Linked DNA regions of Mus musculus: regions 2, 3 and 4 are each linked to region 1. A link is a contact called in public HiChIP or PLAC-seq and promoter capture Hi-C data. All regions are on one chromosome and are shown on one strand. Each heading gives the region's core, a stretch centred on a gene start, on an enhancer-like site or on the middle of the called end of the contact. The rest is flanking DNA. Distances are from core to core; before and after follow the strand shown.

What was found. Promoter capture Hi-C pulls out the DNA fragments that hold promoters and counts their contacts. HiChIP or PLAC-seq counts read pairs in DNA pulled down with a chosen protein or histone mark.
Region 2: a promoter capture Hi-C map of 3T3-L1-derived adipocytes shows a contact between it and region 1, with 5 times the contacts expected there. The contact joins the enhancer-like site here to the promoter of Arhgef10 in region 1. A contact is called at or near these places in 3 of 39 promoter capture datasets (3T3-L1-derived adipocytes, hippocampal neurons and liver), 1 of 15 datasets of contacts at CTCF or cohesin (large pre-B cells), 3 of 484 Hi-C or Micro-C datasets (the G1E-ER4 cell line and palatal mesenchyme), 10 of 115 datasets of contacts at active chromatin or transcription factors (the NIH/3T3 cell line, astrocytes, bone marrow-derived macrophages and 4 more) and 2 of 9 other capture datasets (embryonic stem cells and pancreatic islet).
Region 3: a contact with region 1 is called in a promoter capture Hi-C map of embryonic stem cells, with 3 times the contacts expected there. The contact joins the promoter of Tdrp here to the promoter of Arhgef10 in region 1. A contact is called at or near these places in 6 of 39 promoter capture datasets (the 3T3-L1 cell line, cranial neural crest, embryonic stem cells and 3 more), 1 of 15 datasets of contacts at CTCF or cohesin (the NIH/3T3 cell line), 2 of 484 Hi-C or Micro-C datasets (embryonic stem cells and nephron progenitors), 8 of 115 datasets of contacts at active chromatin or transcription factors (bone marrow-derived macrophages, cardiomyocytes, embryonic forebrain and 4 more) and 2 of 9 other capture datasets (embryonic stem cells and liver).
Region 4: an H3K27ac HiChIP or PLAC-seq map of embryonic stem cells shows a contact between it and region 1, with 4 times the contacts expected there. The contact joins the enhancer-like site here to the promoter of Arhgef10 in region 1. A contact is called at or near these places in 7 of 39 promoter capture datasets (the 3T3-L1 cell line, 3T3-L1-derived adipocytes, embryonic stem cells and 3 more), 3 of 115 datasets of contacts at active chromatin or transcription factors (the NIH/3T3 cell line and embryonic stem cells) and 1 of 9 other capture datasets (macrophages).

What each region holds. Positions count from the first base shown.
Region 1 is chr8:14,907,858-14,913,798 of GRCm38.p6, forward strand. Arhgef10 (Rho guanine nucleotide exchange factor (GEF) 10) reads left to right here and starts at 3,806. Exons shown (of 29, transcript NM_172751.3): 1 at 3,806-3,906.
Region 2 is chr8:13,945,484-13,951,424 of GRCm38.p6, forward strand. No RefSeq gene overlaps it. Among named protein-coding and RNA genes, the nearest start is that of Tdrp, 26 kb to the right of the region's middle. Within about 2 kb of position 3,103, at least 30 of the 459 cell types and tissues checked have an H3K27ac peak or open chromatin away from gene starts, as enhancers often do. A contact at or near this core is called in 3T3-L1-derived adipocytes and hippocampal neurons, where this site is marked.
Region 3 is chr8:13,971,304-13,977,244 of GRCm38.p6, forward strand. Tdrp (testis development related protein) reads right to left here and starts at 3,474. Exons shown (of 3, transcript NM_173744.4): 1 at 3,238-3,474. The coding sequence starts at 3,339.
Region 4 is chr8:14,035,474-14,041,414 of GRCm38.p6, forward strand. The region is part of intron 3 of Erich1 (glutamate rich 1); the gene reads right to left. Among named protein-coding and RNA genes, the nearest start is that of Gm39134, 13 kb to the left of the region's middle. Within about 2 kb of position 3,143, at least 21 of the 459 cell types and tissues checked have an H3K27ac peak or open chromatin away from gene starts, as enhancers often do. A contact at or near this core is called in embryonic stem cells, where this site is marked.

The sequences.
Region 1 (5,941 bases), core at 2,556-5,055:
TTGTCTCCACTGACATGTTCACCAGCCTGTTCCGAGGGGAAAATGCTAAGTAGCTGGGACAGCGGTAACATCTGTGAGTTAGATGGACAGAGAGGAGGTACTGTGGTTGTCAGAAAGTTTATCTGATAAGTGACAGCTAGGGACACTGGGTCCTGCAGGTCAGGGATTCTTGGCCTTGTTGTAGAAGCTAGGAGATATCCATGTCATGAACTGGTTGTTATTGTCCTGCCAGACATTACCTACTGGGAGAAGTGCCAATTGTTATCTGGCCCCAGAAAATGATTTCATTTTTAACTCTAGCACATCAGCTTCATTTCCTGTGGATAGAAACAGCCATGGGATTCACGTGTCAGCTCCAGCGTTAGCTGAGAGGGTGGCTCACCATAAGATTCAGACAAAAAAAAAAAAAAAACACCAAAAAAACCCGACATGGCTCCAGGTGGTTCCCCTCACTGTCTTCGTGGCTTTGCAGGAGAAGACAGACTACACACAATTGCGCCCGGAATCCCAGTGAGTTTAGAAGTCTGCAGCCACAACTCAGAAGTCTCCGTCACTATCAGGAGGGCAAACACTGCTTCCCACCTGAACCCATATTTCACCCCCCCCCCCCGGGTAATCACACCCCTATGCTATTCCAAAGACCACCTGCCCACTTCAAAACACGATCCTCCTTAGTACAAACCCTCCTCAAGCTAGCTCCCTAGGCTCGTTCCTACCCCTGTGCAGACGTCCCTGTTGGTCCCGTGCCTCAGGTACCACCATCAAATCCCCGTCCTAATTTCCCTCCATGAAGGATCATGACCTGGGAGGTCTAAGCTGAAATTAACCCTTTCTTCACCAGGTCGCTTTCAGTCACTTATCATAAAAGTAGAGAGCAGACTAGAACATGGGAGAGCTTGGTCCATAAGTAATGTCCAGAACTATAAGTAACTGATTTCTGGTTACTACAGATGGCCTGTTCTTAGACATCATCATCACAGCAACATGAAATGGACAAAGGCACCAATGGGGGGAGGGACATAAAAGTATTTGTATGTATTAGTTTCTTTTCTGATCACTAACTAGAGGGGACTTAAAAGAAGAGGGCTTTTTGGCTCATGGTTTAAAGGGACACAGTCTGCTGTGTTGGGGAAGGCATGGTGATTGGTGGCTCCTCGGTGGGAGTATGTGGTAGCTGCTAATTACATGGTCCTGAGCAATCAATAGAGCAGGGAGGAGGGTTTGAATATATATCCCAAGGCCCACCCTCCTACTAACCCTCTTCCTTCATCTAGACCCCATACTCTATAGATTCACCATCTTCCCACAACAGTACCACTACTGGGGACCAAGTTCTGAAACACATGAACCTGTAGCGGGGGAGGGTGCATCTCACACACAATCCCTAACAGTGTGGTAACAATATCTACCCAAAGTGTGGCTTGTCCTTTCACTTTAACCATGCCCTGAGGTGAGTGGGAATTTTAAGTCTTGATTAAGGCCATTTAGTGGGTTTTTGTTTTGTTTTGAGAGTTTCGTGTGTTTTGTTTCCTTTCAGGAGATCAGTAGGATATTCTCCCACGTTTTCTTCTAGAAACTTTAAAGTTATTTCATTTGATTCCAATACTAAATTTTTAATATGCGTATTTTCTGTAACCCCCATCCTTACACCAGCTGGTTTACTTGGTAACGCTGTTTACATGCTTAGGGCAATGCCGAATGGGTGGAGAGAGTTGACATCTGTAATACACCATTCTCAGCATCTGACACATCAACAAATGGCCATGGGCGTGACCCAACTGACAGCCACAGAACATTACGTCGGCAAATGCAGAGTGTGGGTTTGACTCTGTTATACACGCAGCTCAGTGCTCACAGGTCATCTGCGATGCTCACAGTACCAGGCATGCAGTGTCGTCATGAGGCTTAAAGGTTAAAATCATACAGTGGAATTAAGCTTTACATATGTAAGCACATATATTTATGTATTTATGGGTGCATTTACATACTAATTAAAAGAAAATCCCTCAGTGTTTGATAATGAAGCCTAACTAACTGTTCTTAGTATCCCATGGGTCAAAGAAGACCTAAAACAGAAAGTCTCAGATTCCTGCCTGTGGACTTACAGACGTGGTAATGTGTGATACTATAATAGATTGGTCAGGACTTGAGCCGGTCCAACTCCTTTCTGACTAGCTTCATCCCGAGGCTTCCTAATGTAATCCTTCTCTCGTCTACAGCCTTGGGGGGAGAGAGGATGCTGTGTGCTCTCTACTCCAGCGGAGAACACTGTAGTACAGACCTATTTCCTCTCACAACGCTCCTTAGAAAATGTCCTTCACGACTCTAGTCTGGGAGTTCTTTGGGTACTTTACCCAAAGGTCTTCCACAGAGACAACAGGAATGTCTTGTCATTTCAGACAGGTCTGAGAGTTCAACACAGTCCACTCCTGTAACTTTAGTGAATGCTACTTCCAAACAGCTATGAGGTGTCACCGTACCTAGGCTATAATCTGACCTACCTAGTCATAGTCTGTTTGAGAAATGTCTAGCTACAGAGCATACCAGCTCTATAGACACTTACTGTGGAACAAACCTCTCTCTGAACTCATTCTGTAACTGAGTGGACTTAGAGACTTAAGAACCCCGGGGTTTCCGCAACTTCTATGAACCATGTTGGTGGGAGATGTGACAGTCCAGTATGGGAACATGTTTGCTATGTGCCCTAGCCGTGTACCAGTTAGCACTTTGATGGGTGTTGCTTTCCTTTAATAATTTAATGATTTGCTTCCCTCTACATGCACAAAACAAAGGTTCGTGCTAAGCACATTCAACTGCCCAGAAGGGCTCTTCCAGAATATCCCAGCACTTTTCTATGCAGACACCTGCAGGCCTTTAATATCACCAAGGCCCACATTCTTGGTCTTCACAGCGCCTCCCTTTCCAGGCTCAGCCATGAGCAGAAAGGCTAGCTAAGCTCTCTCCAGCATCGCTTCCTGCATTTAGAGAGCTATGGAAAGCTGGAACTCCGGTTCAGCAAACAAGAGCCTCCCGGTGACAGGCAAGCTGTAATAGCGCCTGGAAAGGTATTGAGCTGAGGTCACGGTTGGTCGGCATTTCTATTTCCTGTACTTGGCGGGACGAGGAGCCCCTGACCCTGACCAGCCAGGACCGCCTAGGCTGGCAGGGTGGCTCTAGGTCGGATGGGTTGTTCTCCTGGCATCCCCTACTTTGTAGGTCTGTAAGGAACAGTGGATGCTGGGTGTGGTATCCGTTCTGTGCCCCACTGCCCGTGGGACCCAAGATGGGAGAGGTGGTCAGGGGGAGAAGGGCCAGAGATGGAGTGAAGTGTTGTTCAGTGCCCCCTTCCCACAGGAGCCCTGACCAGGATCTGCAGAGAGCAAGCAGACTCTGGGGTCACGATGGGTGGAGTGTCTGTCTTGTGTTCCCTGCCAGCGACAGCGCAGCTCCCAGTGTCTAACAGAGGGCGGATGATCGGGAGACACAATCTGGCCCCGCGCCATTTCCCAGTGACCAGGAGTCTGAGGGGAGAAGCGTCCACTCTGGGGCACTACAAGCTGGTGTCCTTTCTGTGCCCCCTCTGTCCCCGGGGGCGCAAGGTAGGCAGCATCCCTCCTACTCACGGCGCGGGGCGTTAGGCTGGGGGCGGGGCGGGGAGGGGAGGGGGGCTGATGGCCACGTGGCCTCGCAGGAATGCGCTGGCGCGAGGGTCGGGCGCGGCCGAGGAACGGGCAGGAACGCTGGCCAATGAGCACGAAGCACGGCCGGTTCCGGCCAATCATGGTGAGGTGGGAGGGGCTTCCCTGGCGGGCGGGGTGGGAGCGCATCGCGGGCGGGGCGCGCGGGGCGCGCGGGGGGCGCGGGACAACTGGCGGACGCAGACGGCGGATGGCGCCCGGTCCCTCGGTGAGTGAGCACGGCGACCCCAAGTCCCGTCCCAGGCCGCTTGCACGGGTTGCTTCTTTGCTTTAAAAGTTGCACTTCTACCCAGGTCCCCGAAGTAGCTAAACCCCACCCTGGGTTTGCGGGACTGCGCACAGTGACAGACGGCAGCGAGTAACCACCCCCCAACACCAGTTCAGCGCTGTCTCTGGCACAGGACGGCAAGGAGCTCCCAACTTCAGTTTCAGTTGCCCCCAAATCTGGCCGGTGTTTCCTTCTCTAGGCCCAGCAACCCCTACCCGACCCCCCGCTTTAGTGAGTGTCTATGGACATGGGGGAAGCAAGAAGCACCCACAAATTTGCAGGTGGCCCCTAGGCACAGACAGAAGCAGCCCCTCAACCTATGCCCTAGGTGTTCTCAGGCATAGATTCAGCGGCATGCAGCCTTCCCTTTCAATGGTTATCCCCAGACACAAGGCAGCAAAAAGTCCCCCAACTTCGATGGGTGTCCCTAGACACAGAGCATTGAGCAGCCGCCCAACTTGAGTGAATCTTCGGCCAAGACAGGAGACAGTCCCCAGCATCACTGTGTCCCATAGCCTGAGGGTAAGGCTCAAGGGTATGTGCAGTAGGGACCTGCAGCCTCTGACCTGGAGATGTGGGGTGAAAGGGTGAAAGGTCGCTGAAATTGCATGAGAGAAGTCATCTTGGGATGTTTGAATTAAGATCCTTAGGATCCCCTTTAGGGTGAAGTTGTTGCTGGGGTAAGGTTTTTTTGCTACCCACCATTGCTCAATAATTAGGGTAGATCCTGATCTGGTGTGCAGTAAATAAAAGCAGGTGGTTGGGCACCCTGGACACTGTGGGACACCATGTTTTGATTTCCCAGAGGGCAATAGACATGCTTGGTGTGAACTCTAACGTAGGATGCATCTCAGTTACAGCCTTTGCTGGAGGAAGAGGTTCTTCTGGACTCAAATGGCAGCAATCTTTCCTTCTTTTCTTTGGCTGGACCACACAGTAAGCTGTGTAGCTGTGTTTAGAATCTGGGCAAGGGACAGCATTTCATTGTCAGGTGACTCTTTCTTGATTCTAGGTCCTCCCTCGCACATACTCAGCAGGTGCTCCTTACTACTGCCGAGCATCTTGCCAGGCAAATGCTCTGTTGCTGAGCTACGCCCACAGCCTTGGTTACTATTAAAAAATCTATTTTGGCACTCGAAGGTCTGAGTTAGAAGGATCTTGAGTCTGGCCAGCCTGGGCTCCAATAATGAGATTTTTTCATATAAACAAGAAGGCAGGACTGGGGTGTGGCATGCAGCAGGCTGGGTTTGATCCCCAGTAAATGCTGAATTAATACATAGGTAAAGGTGTTGTGGCTTGAATGAGGATGCCGCCCCCCTCCACAGGCTCCGATGCCTGAATTCTCGGTTCCTAGTTGGAGTGCTGTTTGGGTAGGTTTAGGAGGTACGGCCCTGAAGGAGGATGTATGATCTTTGACGTTTCAGAGTTGTGCAGTATTCAGATTATGTCCTCTTCGATTCATGCATGTCTGCTGGTGGCTCCAGGTGTATGTTCTCAGTGTTCTACTGTAGCCACTGTGCCCGGTGCCATGCTCCGCCCATCCCTGTATGCTCCGCCCATCCCAGCATGCTCCGCCCACCCCGCAGTAATGCACTTTTATCCCTCAGCAACCAGATGCCCAAATAAACTGCCTTGGTCATGGTGCTTTATCACGGCAATAGAAACATAACTAATAATAAATATTACAAAAATTATATATATATATGTACACATATATGCACATATATGTGTACATATATATAATACCGACTTTTATCTCGTCCTTCAGGACCTGAAACTCCCTTCGTTAAAAACTGGTCTGTACGATGACGCTAACGAACCAAATTGCGCAGCTCTTCCTTCTGATTCCTCTTCAAATACCTATTTTACCAAGAATAACTTTTATTAGAAAAGATTGTTCAAGTTTGTACTTAAGTCTCTCTTTAAATGTTTACCACTCCTTTCTGGCCCCAAGAGCTTTTTGTCATTTCACTGG
Region 2 (5,941 bases), core at 1,853-4,352, 960 kb before region 1:
CAATGTTTCTGTCTTCAGACACACCAGAAGAAGGCATCGGATCCCATTACAGATGGCTGTGAGTCACCATGGGGTTGCTGGGACTGGAAATCAGGACCTCTGAAAGAGCAGTCAGTGCTATTAACTGCTGAGCCATCTCTCCAGTTTGAAAGAGCAGTATTGACTTCTTTGTTGACCATCTCTTGGTCACACAGGTTGAGTTTATTTGTTGGCTCTTTATTCAGCTGGTCCCCATCTTCATGACAGCATCACAGTTGATGATGTCACCATTTTGGTCTATTCTGGAGAGAAGGGAGAGGCCTGTACTCTGTTCAACATTGCTTTGGTTATTTGAGGTCCTGATTTCATATGTCTTTAGAACAGATTTTTCTATTTCAGTAAAACATGCCCCTGGAAATTTGATGCAGGTCGTATTAAATTTGTATATTGTGAGCTGAGCGTGCTGGCACTTGGGAGGCAGAGGCAGGTGAATCTGAGTTCAAGGCCAGCCTGGTCTACAGAGTGAGTTCAAGGCCCAGCCAAGGCTACACAGAGAAACCCTGTCTTGAGAAGCAAAAACAACAACAACAAAAATATTTGTAGGTTGCTTTGGGTGGAAAGGATATCTTGCCAAAGCCTTCTAATACATTTCCCAAGTATTTCATCCTTTAACTATTCTAAATGAATTTTGATTATTGAGTAAAAAGCACAATTAATTTTTTCATGATTTGTATCCTGCAAATTTATTCATTCATTTAATCATTTGTTTTGTGTGTGAAACCTGAGCTTTTAAATATTAAACCACGTTATTTGCAAATCTACTGCAATGCCTAGTCTTGGTTGGCTTCACTGGACTGACAATACATGTACCTGTTCCTGTGGAGTATCCCCAGAGAGGAGTAAAAGGGAAAGACCCACCTCCAGTGTGAGCTGTGACTTCCACTGAGTGGCTCAAAGTGATCCGAGGAAAAAGGCCCATGCTGTGTCTTTTTCCTGAGCGAGTGTGCCTGACTGTGCTGCTGGCATCCTCCGCTGATACACAACTCCAGCTTCTTTGGCTTTTCAAATGTTGATTCAATAGCAGCAACTTTCTGGGAAGCATCCAAAGTCTCCCTGTTATATTAAGACTGCTGAAGCATCCAGCTTCTTGTAGTCAGCAGCTACCAGCATTCTCTGCCTCTCCAGTGTGTAGATGGTATCTGGACAACTCAGCTATCATATAAGCTGGTCTAACAAAGTCACTGTAACACACACACACACAGTTGGTTCTGATCCTCTACAGTACTCTGCCAAATATTTATTTTGATGCCAAGGAGTGGGATTATTACTATGATAAGCCTGACCTTGAAGTTTGTGGGTCTTTGGACTGGTTTGTAAGAAGAGTGTGGAAGGGTGGAGCTTTAGGCTACCCCACCCCCACCCCCCAGAATGCTGTCACAGACCTTACCGAGCCATTCTGGTAGCTGAACAGAAAATGAGAATTCTGATAGAAACAAGAGAGCAAAGGCCAGGCTCGGGAGACACCAGGAAATGAGGACCCTATCATCAGGTGTCGGGCTAGAGGCCATTTGTGTCATATTCTGCTGAACAATCTGTATTCTGCTCAAACCCTAAACTTTTTTTAGTGAGACTAAATTGGCAAATAATGGACTGAGTTGTTTCTTCATAGGAAATTTTAAGATGGCACAACAGGTAAGCTGTGTCGCTGCTCTTACGTGGAGTCACAGTCAGAGAAAGGTGAAAGGTGTGAAAAGACGAGGTACAAGACCGAGAACGCGGTGCTTATGCTGACGACAGGATCGACGCAATTGAAATCACACCAGTGCCCAGGCCAATGGGAAAGCTGGGGAACGCTGCCAAGGCCCTGCCCGTTGAGCTCCAGGGTATTAAAGCACAAACTCGTTCACAGAGGACTGAGGTTCAAGTCCCAGCACCCACGTGGAAGCTCACAACGGTCTGTAGCTCCAGTTCCAAGGGGATCCTACCCTCTCCACTGACCTCTAGAGGCACCAAGCACACACTGCAGACATACGCACAGGCAGAACACCCATACTCGTAAAAACAAAATGCTTTTCGAAAGCAGAACAAGAGTGACTGGACAGAGATCTTCAAGGGAATCCTGCTTTAGCAGAGACACCTAGGGAGGTGCTTTTCCAAGTTAGCCTAGAAGGCACATAGAGTTGCCATAGCGGGCTCTAACAGGGGGCTCTAACTGTATCTCTGCTTGGCCTTGTTCTGGCAGCGCATGTGTCTTTCAGGCACACAAAATGCAAAGGTTATAGGATCAGGCTTTCCACAAGGTTTCTGGAGGCTGTTGAAGCCGAGAGATGTGTAGCGGGGTCAGATTCCATGCAAGGAGCACTGGAGTAGGCTGTGTGCGACGCCGTAAAGGAGAAGCCTAAGAGCTAGTGGGCATGCGTGCTAGTGTGTTAGAGATGGTAGCTGGGGAAGGCTGTAGTCGCCATGGAAGCCAGCCCAAGAGACAGGCCACGGTTGCTATAGGCAACAGAGCTGGACAGGCACATCTCTGCCTGCTAGCCCTTTGGACCTGGACAGTGCCACCATGAGTCCCAGATGCCGGATGTGGGGCTGTAGGGTGTACTGTTTATCCTGCTGGTTTGGGTTTTGTTTTGGTCTAAACCTTCCTTGCTGGGTTCCATTCCTCCCTTTTAGCCTGGGAAATTTTTTAAAAGAATTATTTATTTATTTTATGCATATGAGTACACTGTAGCTGTCTTCAGACACACCAGAAGAGGGAATCGGATCCCATTATAGATGGTTGTGAGTCACCATGTATGTGCTGGGAATTGAATTCAGGACCTCTGGAAGAGAAGTCAGTGCTCTTAACCGCTGAGCCATCTCTCCAGCCCGCTAGCCTGGAAATTTTAATCTATGCATTATCTACTCTAAGTTTGTGATTCAGTTTTATTACTTTTACTCTACAGGGGCTCACAGTCAAGAGATTTTTTCTTGCAGCCCAGAGGATTGCTTCCAGGCTTCCTGAGCTAAAAACCAGTGACTCTCCAGGAACCTTGCAGGTTTTTGGTGCCAAATTGGGTCCGCTGAGGCACCCAGCTTTGTGGATTGAGCAACCATGGGTTGTCAGGCTCCCCACTGAGAGACAGCTGCCATGGGAGCTCCTCCTACTGCTGAGGCTCCAACTAAGCCCTGACTGGGTCTCAGCCCCCAGGTGTGACTCAGCGGTTACTATTTTAATGTAAGCTGATTTAGCAAATTACTTTGTTTCCCCACCCCCTCCCCATCATATCCATACTGTTCCTGTAGAGAGCCCTGACTAACACAACTGCCTTGGTTTCTTTGAAAATAGTTGAAATATCTACATTTCTACATTTTTAAAAAATAAAAGCATTTCCTAAAACTCTAATACTGACTTTGGCTTTGTAAGGAAATTAACTGTTAAATACTGTTCCAGAAGAGCCAGTACAACCATTTGTTTTAAAAGCTAAAATTCTACCCTGTTTCTATGACTAAGAACATCTCTGCAACTCTGAAAAATCATGCGAAGACATTAATTTCTAATTGCATAAGCCGATCCCTCCAGCTTGATGGCTCCCAGCCATGAACTGGGAAGGGTGAAACCAAGCCAGATCTGTGGAGACTCTTAAATGCCCGTGGGGAAACCAGCAGAGGTTCCCAACACACATCAAGACTGCAAGCAGAACCCAGGGCGTGGCCAGTGTGTGTTGGAGCTCTGCGTATAGACTGTGAAATATCTGTGGGTCTTAGGAAGATGGTGACCCCAGCCTTGTGTGTGTGTTGGGTTTTTTTGGGGGGTGGGGTGGGGAGAGGTGTTCAAGGTAAGCCTTATATCTGTGTTGGGTGATCTCAACTCCTGGTCGCTCTGGGCCGGAGCTCCCCAGTTCTCTTGGAGGATCGCTGCCATGGCAGGCCCATGAAATGGCCATCCACCCTGCAGTCAGCCGCCACAACACCCAGCAACCTGGTAGAAACAAGACTGTAGAAGCTTATAATTTACAAGTCAGATTTATGTATCAATAAATTATCAATTCACAAGATGCCCACACAATAATTTCAGAGCCAATTGATGATACAAGCTGCCCACCTAGATCAGACAAGTTATCCCAATTATTCTGTCCCTATATGATATTTATAACTACCTGTGGCTATTTAAAACCACGCGGGATCATGATCTTCTTCCTGTCTGTCTGCCCCTATCTTGGCTTCTCCACTCCTGAGCTGCTCTGTCTCTTCAACTCTTCGCTCCGCCTCCCTTTTCCCTGTCCAATCACAGACCTCCTGCTGCACTAATATTTAAGTAGATTGGACAGGGAAAATCCTGCCACACATCTGACTTTGTCAAACACAGCAGCCATTACCTGATGGTGTGAGAACAAGGTGGCAAGCCCACAGAGCCCACTATAAATGTTTCACACCCACCACTGTCCCCTGAGTCCCAGGGACAAACCAGGCCTGGTTTGTAGGCCATTTGTCACACTCTGCCCATCTAAACATGCAATACAGACTACAGAGAACAAATCCAGTGGGAAGCTGGCAGTGAGCGCTAGGCCTTTGTTCCCATTCTAGATTCTTCTTCAAACCAACAAACAAACAAATTATGAAACACTGGCTTTTCTTATTCAGTTTTGTTTGGCTTTGGTTTTTCTTTCTGTTCTTCAGATAGACTTCATCAAGCACAGGCTGGCCTTGAACTCATAATCCCCATGTCTCAGACTCTCAAGTTTCTGGGATTACAGATGTACACCACTCAGACAACTCCCTGCAGTCAGCACACCCACAAAAAGCATAGGGCTGGCTATGGCTAACCTGCTACTGATTTCCCAAAGGATGACTGGCTTAGGACCCCATCACTACTCCTGTTCATGGCTGGCACCTTCACACATGGCCATAAGAACACAGGCTTCAACAGTTGACCGGCAGATTTAACTTGAACCTAACCAAGTTACATCTTACCCCAATTCCCCCATGCTGTCATATTTAATGGACAACACCACTGGCTCTCATTAAGATTAATTTATAATGAAAGCCAGGAACAGTCATTATCTCATGGCTTGATCACCCTTAGGTTCACAGCGTCTGCCTTGCAAGCCTGTACATGCCTCCTCAGCCCGGCTCCGTGACCTCAAGCTCTGGTCCCTGAGTGCCACTGGACAGATGCTCTCCACTGCACATGCTAACAGAGCTAACTGCCAGTAGAATGGATTTACTTTCCCTAGTACATAACAATGTGAGCATCTTCCTCCTGAGAGCTTGATAACAGGGTAGAAGGTTCGATTTGAGCGATGTATTTGCCTGGCTCTGAGTGGTCACAGGGAGACGGAAGGTTCAAGAAATCTGTGAATGTTTCAAAGAGCTGGTCAGAATTAAAGACGCCGCCTTTCCTCCTCACACTGTCTTCTGGTGATTCTGACAATCTCATCCCAGTTGATGAGTGACTAAGAGCCAGAGAAGCAAGGAGTAAGTAACCAAAAGCCAGCAGGGAGTCTCCTGGGACACCGGCCAGGAGGCAACAGGGGCCACGCTGAGGCAGCTCTGGGAGCATAAGCCTGAACGAACGAACAACAGGGCTGCAGTGATCTGACGAATTCTGACCAGGATCAGGTACGTGGATGGTGAGGAAGAGGGTGAAGCTCAGTACCTGCCTCCTCCTTAAGGCATCTATAGCCAGAAAGGGACACAGGTAGGCTTTCGGGAGCTTTCTCGGGGTCCAGTTCCTATGCGTGTTAATCTTAATAAAGGTCACTGTTTGGGGTGGGGAAGATGTATTTCCAAGGGATGGGTACATTTTTTAAAAAAGAAACTGGACAAATTTAAACAAAACAAACCCACACCATCCCTGGCATGCTCCCGTCTCTCAGCTGAAGCCTACGAGAAAAATTTGCTTATGGGCTTACTTAGTTAACTCACTAAGAGCGGCAGACTGGAAGACACCCAGGGCACTCAGTGCACCGGTCACACTCCA
Region 3 (5,941 bases), core at 2,224-4,723, 940 kb before region 1:
AAACCAACTCAGTGAGCATAAACACTGAGACCTAATTGGATGGATACTGGCACATTTACTTGACAACATTAAGTTCAGTGAGAAGAGAAAGGCAAAGAAAGGCAGGTTGCAGGAGAACAAGGATAACCATGGCTTGTTAGCTTTCTACATGAAGGGTCATATGACACAAACAGAAAGAATCTAAGGCACTTTAATCTTGGACTTGGAGCCTCTAGAACCCTAGGAGTCTAGAACCCCAGGAGATAAATGTTTGCTGTGTGAGGCATTGGCTTATCTTCTTATTGAGGCCACCCAGACAGGCCAAGACAGTCTTACGACATAAAACCAGAGACTCGCAGGGAATAAAGCGCTTGGTACAGATAGAAATCTGCAGTTAACACGCACAGGCCCACTTTACTCCCTCAAAAAGGACACCGCGGTTCCCTTAGTAGACTTAGAAGCCGAGCATGGACGGACGCTGCACTTTACAACCCCCCATCCATCCCAGATCCACACCAATGAGCGTTCATCAAGGAGCAGAGCCCCTGGAGTACCCACAAAGGGCGGTCTGAACAAAGAGGGTCACTCCGATTCTCTCTATCACCGAATCGGAATTGGTCAAGGGATGTATTTCAGTGCTCACAAGTGTACCTGAGCCTTGAAAAGATTATCAGGAAGATGTGTCATGCTTTTCCCAGTTTGTCTGTCAAGGTATTAATTTACAGTTTGAATGGCAAATCCCTACAGTTAGCTCAGGAGTAGGGAGAAGCCTGTCTAAGCAGTGCCAATGCCGGGCATCCTTACGGTCCCTTGTTAGTATTACCACAAAAGCTGTAAGGAAGTGAGTTTTAAAAACCGACTGAAACAAGGGCAGTAAGACCTGGCAGATACCTCACATTTACCTACAACCCTCGGACTCCCACAGCCTTGAATGAGCTTTAGCTAGGGGAGCTAGAACAGCAAGTGTTCCATGAAACGCATTAGCATAAAATAGAGCAGTGCAAGACACATACAAATGTCCCACTGACAAGCAAATGCACATATGTAAACGTATTTATAGATTTGCATAAGTGTTTAATGGATATAAAAAAAGCTTAAGAATGCTCCTTTTGAGACAGATGGAGTTATGACCTAACTACATTTAGAAATCTTGTACTATGTGCATCATCAACTTTAATTTTTAAAGTAGACACTAGAATTTATTAAAAAACATTATCTCCCCTTTTGGGATGGCTGGAATAAATAGTCCTTACAAGCCTCACTGAATCTCATGTTATGTTTATTACATATTTATATTAAGTTATATTTATGTTTTTAATGCAAACAGATGTTTCATTTTTAATCTTTTATTGTCTATTTCAATTATGTTTGTTTTTTAACATTTCCTGCATGTAAACAATGAAACGCAGTAATATCACCCACCCATCTCCCCCTAACTCACCTGTAACTCCCCAACACGCTCTCTTCCCAACTTTATGTTCATATTTTTATTAACTCACTAAAGTCCAATTAGTGCTACCCTCAAGACATTTATTCTCAACAACAAAAACAAAAACAAAAGCCAATACTCTAAAGCAATGCAGAGAAATTTGTTCTCCTGAAGGCAGTGGTGGAAAGAGGATCTCAGTGGGAATGGTGGGAACCTGGGGGGGTGGGCGGGAGGCGGCTGTGCACGGACAGGTGCTTGTTCTGCAAACCTGACAACCGGATCTTGATTTCAGACGCAGGGCAGTGGGTCTGTACTCCCAGAACTCCACTGGGACCGGAGCTGGGGGTGGGAACCGGTAAAAACAAGGAGACCCTGCTCACCGACGTGGAAACAAACACTTGCCTGCACTCACCGGTCATACACACATGTACGTACACACATGCACATGCACACACACACACACACACACACACAAATGCACTCCATGACAGCCCAGCAGTCACATTGTCTTACTTAAATGATCTGAAATTCTACAGAAGGCCCACCCTGCCTATTTACAGGAACTTCAGCATCAGCTATCCAAGCTTGGAAGGAGGTGACATGATATTCTGAAGGTAATCAGTGCCAAAAAGAAACTTACTATCGAACCATGAAAAGACAGGTGAAGCAAACTTAAACACATATTGCTGGCTAGAAGATGATTTAAAAAATATCTAGAGACCACAGACAAATGCTCATTACTGCCTTCTAAGAGTTGCCGTCTAGCTACAAAACCTTGAAGGCTGGAAAAATGAAAGCTAGGTAAGTTCTAGGGACACAAAAAGGTGACTTCTCAAATGTAAATTCAGATACAAACCATACCTAAAAGCTTACACTCATCAGCTGGAATGTCTGCGTGCTGGCAGCGAGCTTTATCAAATTCCCGAGAAATGTCTTACAATGAAACTTCATTCCTAACAGACGTTCTTTTGCTCCAACTAGGGAAGAAGCAATCTCGGGACTACTTCCAAGTTTCAAAAGAAAGATTTGCAACAGCCACAGTTTTCACACTATGCTTAAAAAAATAAATAAATAACTTTATGCTTAAAAATTGGCGTACTTTGTGACCTAAATTTCCTAGCACATGAAAGGGAATGAAAAGTGTCCCGAGAAGGTGGGTGGGGAAGCCTCACACAGATCCACCTGGGATCCTGTTAATTAAAAAATTCTACACATTCCAAGCGTATCTCTATACTTGTCGGGCCAAAGCTTTTTCTGTATAAAGGTCTCTGATCTCTTCTTCCGGGAGAGGGGGCGAGACGGGATCAAAGGCTTAAAAAAAGGAAATACGTGTTGTGCAAATAAATATCCAGCACACTTTATATTCGCTATAGTCACCAAAAGAAAAGGGAAAGGAAAAAACAAAAACAAAAACACCAAGCTTTTAAGTCTGAGCGAACCGCCGTCCCCGGCACCATGATTCAGGACTTCTCTGTTTCTCCAACTCCGGAATAGAAATACCTGGCCTGGAAGCGGTCACCCCGCGTCCCCGGTGTCTCAAGCCGAACCCCAAAGCCCTTGTGGCAGCAGAGCGAAGGGCAGCGCCGCCGGCCAGTGCGGAAAGTGCCCGGGGTACGCGTCCCCGCGGTACCCCACACATGCTGGCTCTGGGGCCCACGACCTGTAGGACCCGGCCACTCATCAGAGGGGTCCTCCGGGGCAGTCACCTCGCAGCCCCGAGAAGCGTCGGGTCCCTGCCAAGTCCGCACCCGGCACGCGACCCCATGCACCTGCGCTCGGCCTCCAGAGCACCCCGCGGCCCGCACCTGCGCCCCTACGCGTGCCCTCACCGACGCCGGGGCGGCTGCTGATGCTGGCGGTGCCCCTCGCAGCACATCCTCTTCCTCGGGGGGCTCGTCCAGAAGCACTCGACTTCGGCTCAGCTTCCACATCTCCGGTGCTCGACCGCTCCGCGCAGCTTGGCTCCGGGACTGAAGGAGGACACCCGGCCCGCCGCGGCGCTGGGACAGTGCGGAGGACTGGGCGGGGAGGGGCGGTCAGCTGCGGGCGGCCGTCCCCGGCCCGCCCCCAGGCCCGCCCCCAGACCCTCCTCCAGCCTTCAGGTTCCTCAGGTCCCCTGCCTCCCTGGTCCTCCCCCACCCTGACACTCAGCCCGCGGGTCCCCTACTTCTCCAGGACCGCTCCAACCTCCCTAAGTAGGCCCCCCAGGGAATCAGCGGGCCGAGTGCTTTACCAAGGGGCCAAGAACACTGACGCACCAAAACCACGTGACATTTCACACCGGCCGCCCCTCAACTCCCGGCCCTTCACTCACCCAGCCCGATGGGCGTGGTCCATCCTGGATCACCAAGGCAACGCCGAGGTGGGGCCGCGCTTTACGCATGCTCGCCCAGTTGGTGCTACGGGGGCCGAGGGCGGGGCTTCGGTGACCGCAGGCTGAGGGTTAGTGGTCTATGCTGATCCTAAAAGGTCCATTAGTGGATATGGACCACCGGAGAGGGGGGCACCTGCAAGGGAGGAGGGTGTTAGGGAAAGAGAAGGGTTCCTGCATAGACTACGGTCACTTTGCGCTGCTGTGAGGCCTGCATCGATAGAGTGATGGACACAGAATCAACCAGAGTCCAGGGAAGGTTCCCAGGGCCCAGAAGAGACTAGGTAGGTGGGTTGGCAGTGCCAGTTGGACCTGGGGCCTCGACTTCCCTTTGTAGTCTCAGGGTGACACTCAGACTAATGCAGCCTGAGTTCAGATCTCCAGCCACCAAAAAAAAAAAAAAAAAAATCTGGGCATGTGGGCATGGTGACATAAGGGGGTGGGCAGAAGACAGTGTGCACTCAGTGTGGCCAATCAGTGAGCTCTGGCCTAAGACGTCTTATCTTTGAAAATAAAGTGGAAAGTGGTAAAGACAGCAACTTGACTTCTGGCCTTCCCAAATACTCACTCTGTCCAACACTGTACACACATAACAGGTAAATAAAACTGTCCACAATTGTATGCTTTTGTGAGAAGTGCTGTAGGTAAACTCCGAAATGCCTTGTTCATGTTCTTCAAGTGCATAAGAACGTTTAAGGATGTAAACACAGTGAGAACCTTCTCCAGCCAGCTCAGACCCGCCTGGCCTGTCTGGGAGTTATGAACAGGTAGCCGCAGGGTACTTGCGAATACAGCAAGCAAAGGCTTCACAACACCGTGGTTTACAGGTGCAGCACAGGCCTCCTCTAAGGCTGCATCCTGCCAGGATCGGATGCTCATAGTAAGTTAAACTAAACTGAAATTCCCAGATGACTCAGAAGGCCAGGCCTGTTACCCCACATGCTAAATTCTAGACCGCTTTGAAATGGCACTAAAGACTTTGTGTGGAAGACCTCAGTTGTTAGGAAGGGAGACGGGTAAGTAGAGATGGTGGCTCTGTAAAGGACATCTCTCAGGTCCCGGGGACGCGATGCGGGTCACTGATTCCATCATCTCTGAGGCATGATATTGTCAGAGTTTGTAAGAGAATTATACAGTCTGGCTTCATTAAAAAAAAGAAAACAAAACAGTCTTTACACATGCAAATTCATTTGGGGATCCAGAAAGATCTTGCCTAACCATCCTTTCCTGAACAGCCACTTGGAGGAAGCTGTAGATTTTAAGCTAATTTGGCCTTTATTGAATAAAATAGAATTTATTGATGTAGAAATTCTTTGTTTGTTTGTTTTGTGAGACAGGGTTTCTCTGTGTAGCCCTGGCTGTCCTGGAACTCACTTTGTAGACCAGGCTGGCCTCGAACTCAGAAATCCACCTGCCTCTGCCTCCCAAGTGCTGGGATTAAAGGCATTCACCACCACCACCTGGCTAGAAATTCTTTTTTTGCATGTCAACTGTGTCACCTCACTCTGAGTTCAAAATGCTCAAGGCCCAACTTACTGAGATATTAGTGGATTGATACAACACAGTTCTTGTCGAAGGAGAGGAAAGATTTCCTCTGAGGTGTGGCTCAGGACAGATTCAGGTTGGCTTGACAGACAAGTCTCACCATAGAAGAAGAGAAGAAGTGTCATGAAGTGTTTGGTTTCAGTTTTGTTTTAGTTTGTTTTGTTTTGTTTGAGGCAGGGTTTCTGTGTAGTCCTGGCTGTCCTGGAAATCACTCTGTAGACCATGCTGGCCTTGAACTCAGAGATCTGCCTACCTCTGCCTCCCAAGTGCTGGGGTCAAAGGCATGCGCCACCACTGCCTGGCTACAAAGTGTTATTGTCACAAAACAAAAGAAGTTGTAAGTCAACACTCTTTTTTTTTTTTTTTAATTGATATCGGTGGGAGCATGAAATAAGGGGGCTACACACCAGGGAAGAGTCTTCTGAAGGTGGTGAGGTGACATCACTAGCTTTCTGGTTAAAGGAGGACACAGGTTAATGACACAGCTGAGAACTTTACTTACCAGGCACAGGAATGTTAGGTGAGATACAAAGGTAAAAGATTATTTAAAGGACTAACAGAACCCAAGATGAAGTTGGTTCTTGACTGGCCACCTTCCATCTGTCTACAACCATCAT
Region 4 (5,941 bases), core at 1,893-4,392, 870 kb before region 1:
ACTCCTCATAAAATCATGATATTAGATTATGGTCTAGCTCATAAATGGCTTTCCTTAATCACTAGTAGATTTCTCAATAGCGTTCCTTTCCATTTCATTTGCAAGTATGAATCGATACGAGGGGTCTGCTAAGTGTGGCTGACAGATCAAAGTCTGACTATCTCAGAGTTCCTGACAACGAAACAGTCTATTAAATATTCATGTCCCCAAAGTAATGACTGTTATGGGATTGTCTATCTTAGGTTCACTGCACAACAGAAGAGTGGTCCTTCTGGTGTCTTAAAATATTTAATGTCATTAATTTGAAGAACAGAACCCATCCATATTTTATGATCTCAAAGGAGGGCCATTTGGGAGCCAGTGTGACAGGGGCCCTGGGTGTGTGGGGTCCTGATTGCTCACTGAGGAGGGTGGGGGGAGGCGGAGTCCTCAGTTCTCTCCAGGTTATCTATGGGTGCCTTCCCCCTGGAAGCCACCTTCCGGATTACACTAACCGCCATACCATAACATGAACGGCTGTTGTGTTAAGAATGATTGCAGTATTGATCTGCTATTTTAAAAAGACTATAAGGTACTAATTTTAAAAGGTGGCAGTGGCAAAACAGCTCTCCAATGATGTATTTATGACACGTTTTAAAATAAATCTATGCGTGTGTACTGTTGAACAGGAAAACTTAGCCACAGGTAGCCCAGACCTGGGGCTTGCACTCTGGTCACTCGGGGCGACATGAGGCAGGCTGGCCGTGCTCTGCAGCACCCGTCACATCTCCATTTTGAGAACACTATATACTGCTTTATAATGAGGAAAACATCTTAAATTTGAACTTAGGACATCACAAAATGTAAAAATGGCTACTAAGTATTTCTTAAAGGTATTTGTTAACTATATCAAGAAGAGAGAAAATCAGTAGTAAGTATTTATGTCATATAGGTAGTAGTTTAGGGGTACAAGACTGTGGTCAGGGATATAGCTCAGTGCTGGACTATTTGCCTAATAAAAGAAGGCTTTGGGCTATCATCAGCACTGAGAAATAAATGAATAACACATACATACATATATGTATATGTTTATACACATGCACACATAACACATGCACACATACACATACATATACACATGCACACACACATACACACATGCACACACCTTCACACATATGCACACATACATACATACATACTCACACATACACACATGAACATACACACATACACACACCTTCACACATATGCACACATACATACATACATACTCACACATACACACATGAACATACACACATACATACAAACATACTTACATACACACACATACACACTCACTCATACACACACATACACACGCACACATGCATATATGTATAGGGGCTGTTTCCCTACTGGGTGTGGTATGAATCTCTATAATTCCAGCAGTTGATAAGCTACTGCAGGAGAACAGGTAATATTCTAGAATTCTGGACCCGTATGAGAGAGTTAGATCTGATATCAAAATAAATATAAATAAATAACACAAGCAAGCAAACAGCAAATTAAAGAGAATTAGAAGGAAAGCGAATACAGGATAATAAGCTGTAATACCTCTGCTACTGCCATACACCATGCTAACGTGTTCAAAACCTCTTTGGCTTAGATGGAAATAATGAAACTGTGCCATTTGCTCGTGGGTTGGCTCCAGGCAGAAAAAAGGGCAAACAGAGATTGTGTGAGAATCACACTGCTGTGTATAAGGGAATCCAAAGCTGTGAAGACAAGCTCTTTACTAACAGGTAAGGGTAAAGATGAATGTGAAGGGTGTAGCTCACCAGTGAGAAACAGTGAGCTACCGCTACGTACCTACAAGGACCCCAAGTCAGGACATGCGTGCGCGCGGTAGGAGATCCTAGACCAATTCCCAACACGGAAAAAATAAAAAACCAAAACAACAACAAACCAACCCATGACCCCATGCAAAGTTCTAGGATGGGGATCAAGGGGCTTTCCCAGTCGGCAGGATCGAGGTCAGGATCAAGGTCAGGGTCCTTACAAGGCATGGGAGGACTTGATGGAGGGAGACTTTAGGAGTAACACACTGCACCTTGGCTTCTGCACTAATGTGTGCCTAGGGAAGCTGAAGAAGTCGGGGAGCCCTCTGTGGAGCCCAGAGATGTGATTCCACCTTTTACATATGCTGTGGCTATGCACCCCTGGGTCCTAGCATTTCCCAGGGTTGTAGAGCACAATGTAGTGTATAAATACATGACATATAGATTCATACAGGAAAACAATGTAGCTCTTGTTGTATTTAAAACACATGCCTACCAGTCGTGTGGCTTACACATATATTTGGCAAATGGGAAAATAAGATGTGTATGCCTAATTTTCATATGTTAGCTAAAGGAGAAACAATTCCTTAGGATCTGGGAAAAATACCTTAAGGAAGAAAATGTAAGCATGATGGCAAAGGTGTGTGTGACTGCAGTCAGTGTCATAGAAGCAGCTGTTCCATCCTAAAGGCACCAATTTTCCATCTACATGGACAAGCTTGTTTCTTAGAACATACTTTTCATCATGATGCCCTTTTCCTGGGCAACCTTTTTTTTTTTTTTCTTTTTTTTTTTTTCTTTTTTTTTTTTGGTTTTTGAAGACAGGGTTTCTCTGTATAGCCTGGCTGTCCTGGAACTCACTTTGTAGACCAGGCTGGCCTCAGACTCAGAGATCCGCCTGCCTCTGCTGGGAATAAAGGCATGTACCACCACGCCCGGCTTTTTTTTTTGTAATGTACATTATACATTACACACATACACACACACACACAGTATCTGCCCTCAGACACAGCAGAAGAGGGCATCAGATCCCATTACAGATGGCTGTGAGCCACCATGTGGTTGCTGGGAATTGAACTCAAGACCTCTGGAAGAACAGAGAGTGATCTTAAATGCTGAGCCATCGCTTCAGCCCTTCTGGGCAACCTTTTAAGACTTCCACATGGTGAAAAAGCCCTTTGGCAAAGCTTCTGTGCTTGGCCAAACTACAGTTGCTCTGCAGGCCTCCTTCAGGGCCCACCTGTGAACGGTTATCTAAAATCCAGCCCAAGCCAGGCCTCTGATAGGCTGAGCTGGCTGTAACACCCACCTCATGCTCCCCCAAGCCAGGTCTCTGATAGGCTGAGCTGGCCGTAACACCCACCTCATGCTCCCCAAGCCAGGTCTCTGATAGGCTGAGCTGGCCGTAACACCCACCTCATGCTCCTCACCTTGCATATCTGATCAACCTTTGTACAACTCCAAGGTGAGGTCTGCTCACTTGCCTTCCCTCAGCAAGAATCCCGTCAGGTTCGTTTGGCAGGAATCCTTCTCATCCCTGATGTTTTCTTAGTGACACACGCCCAAATTCTCCCTCTGCCCCCAGTCCCAACTCTAAAGCCTAACTTGCCCACACTGTACCTGGGCTCCGGAGGCATGTCCCTGTACCGTCAGGATGGCCCTAAACACAAGCCTGCCAAAACCAAGCGTTGTGAATGACTTTTTTTTCTTTAATATTATGACATCAATCACACTTGCAACCTATGGCTTTCCCAAAATCTCATCAGAGGAAGCTGATCATGTTGTCAGATAAACCCAAGATAATAACTATTACAGAAATAAGATGTTGAAGGATTATAACACACTTCAATGTCAACTTAGTTTCTGATGTAATTTTCTCATACTTTAAATTTCTCATATATGTGTATGTCTGCCTGCTGTAAATAGTTATGCAAAACAGGTTCTGTTTTCATAATTCTGTATACCCTAAATATTTTATTATGACTTCTGGCAGGACCACTTTGCTCAGGGAGTCTGAGGAAAACTATGGTGCAGGTCTGATTCCTGGGGCAGTCAGGTTTCTATTGAAGAACTAAGAGGGATGCGCTCTCTGCACACGGGAAAGAGAGCTCAGGCTCCTGCTTCTAAACAACAGGTCACAGGTAGTGGCCACAGAGGAAACCCGTGCGATGCTCATGGCTGACGTCTGTATGGCACACTGGACTGAAAGCCCCTGCTCCTGGGTTCTAGTGTGCGTAGGTTCATCTGCATTCCCCATCTCTCTGCTCACCAGGCATGAGTGGGCAAAGCATGGCCGCTCCTGTAGGCGTTGGCAAATTCATGGGCCCAGCTGAGCTGATGAACTCTGGTCCACAGACCTCAGCCTTATGCCTACAAGCCTTAGGTCTCATCAGGAACTCTCCCTTGACACCCCCCCCCCCCACCCCCGCCACTTTACTCCAACAGCCCCAGTGAGCCAATCAAGTCACTGATTCTATCACACTGTGATCAAAGCACTTCTCTCCAGCGTGGCCTCCCACTAGCCCTGAAATTTCGGAACAGTGCCACCCTTGTGCAACAGGGAAGTGTCCTCGTGGCTGTCACTGGCTGCAAGTAAGTGCGTGTGTGCTTCAAGGGTGGCTTGTGTCCCAGGAGGACCAACTTGTAGATCTTCCCTTTCCTGATCAAGTACAAGATCCATATGTGGCCAGAGGCAGCTACCTGGGGCAGGGTTATGTGCACAACCGGAAGAAGTGTATTCTGGGATGTTAGCTAGAGTTTTAAGCAAAGACAAAAGGCAGGCATTAGAAAGACAATTGCATCATCAATTAAGAAATAACTTTCACCATACAGTCTAAGACAGTATCTGTTTTAAAAGCATGTGGGAAGCCAAGTGCATTGCTTACGCCTGTGTCCCTGTAATACTATCAGCACCACCACCATCACCACCACAACCAATTCAGAGGAGAGGTAGGGGCTCTTACCGAGCATCTTGGTTGTGGGAGCATGTGCAGAGGCTATTCTTCACTTCTTGTCAGAAAGTGCGTAAAGGAAAATATCAGGGTGAGACAGTTATCCTAAGTATGACATGCCCCTCAACCCCCCTACAGCAAGGCCCCGTCTCTTGTCTTTCTCCACCTTCCAATAATACCATCATATGATGAACCCATCAAGGGATTAATCTATGGATTAGCTTAGAGCCCTTCAGACCTGTCTCTGGTCATCCGTTCACAGACATACCCAGAGATTTGCTTGCCTAATATCCTAGGTATTTCTTAATCCAACTGGGATGATGGTACAAATCAGCCGTCACACAAAATAAGTCTCAGTTAATTCGCAAACTGAGCTGTGAATTTCCAATCCCACTGAGCCAGCACTGGGGCCGTGAAAATAACCAGTGCAGACAGGGCCCTGGACAGAAGGCCTGGGATGAGAGTCATCAGGGCTTTGGCCGCAAAGGGAAGGAAATTACAATCCACCTTACTTAACTACAGGCCTTCAAGTCATAGTTAGGGGCACACTTCTATTTTTAAAGTAATGATAGATTGAAATCCCTGCTCATTGCATATCACGAGTGTCAGATACGGCCACAATAAAGAGTTTCCTGCGTTGCCCCACAGGGACCAGTGGCCTTCTCCGCAGCAGATGACGGCTGAGTACGGTTTTCATTTTTAAGTCCAGAGCTGGAAACACTGCTCTTTGCTTCTTTCGTACTCTTCAGGGAGGAACTTCGTGTTAAATGCGCATGAGCAGTGCTGACTTGTTCTAGAGTCCTGTGGGAACTGCTGGTGTTGATTCGTCCTGAGTTTGTCTGGAAATGACCTGCTATCAGAAGGGTCCTGCCTAGACTGGGTGACAGTTCCATCTAAGCCTCCACTCTAGCAGTTCTCGGTGTGCCTCCTTGGGACAGGATTTTCCCTGTCCAATCACACTAAAATATTAGTGCAGCAGAAGGCCTGTGATTGGACAGGGCAAAGGGAGGCGGAGCTAAGAGTTGTAGAGACAGAGAGCATCTTGGGAGAGAAGGGACTGCAAAGATAAAGGAGGACGGACAGGAGAAAGAACCTAAACCAGCGTGGCTTTAGATAGCCACAGGTAGTTATGATATCATAAGGTTAGAATAATTGGGACAAAACTTTTATCATCATCAATTGGTTCTG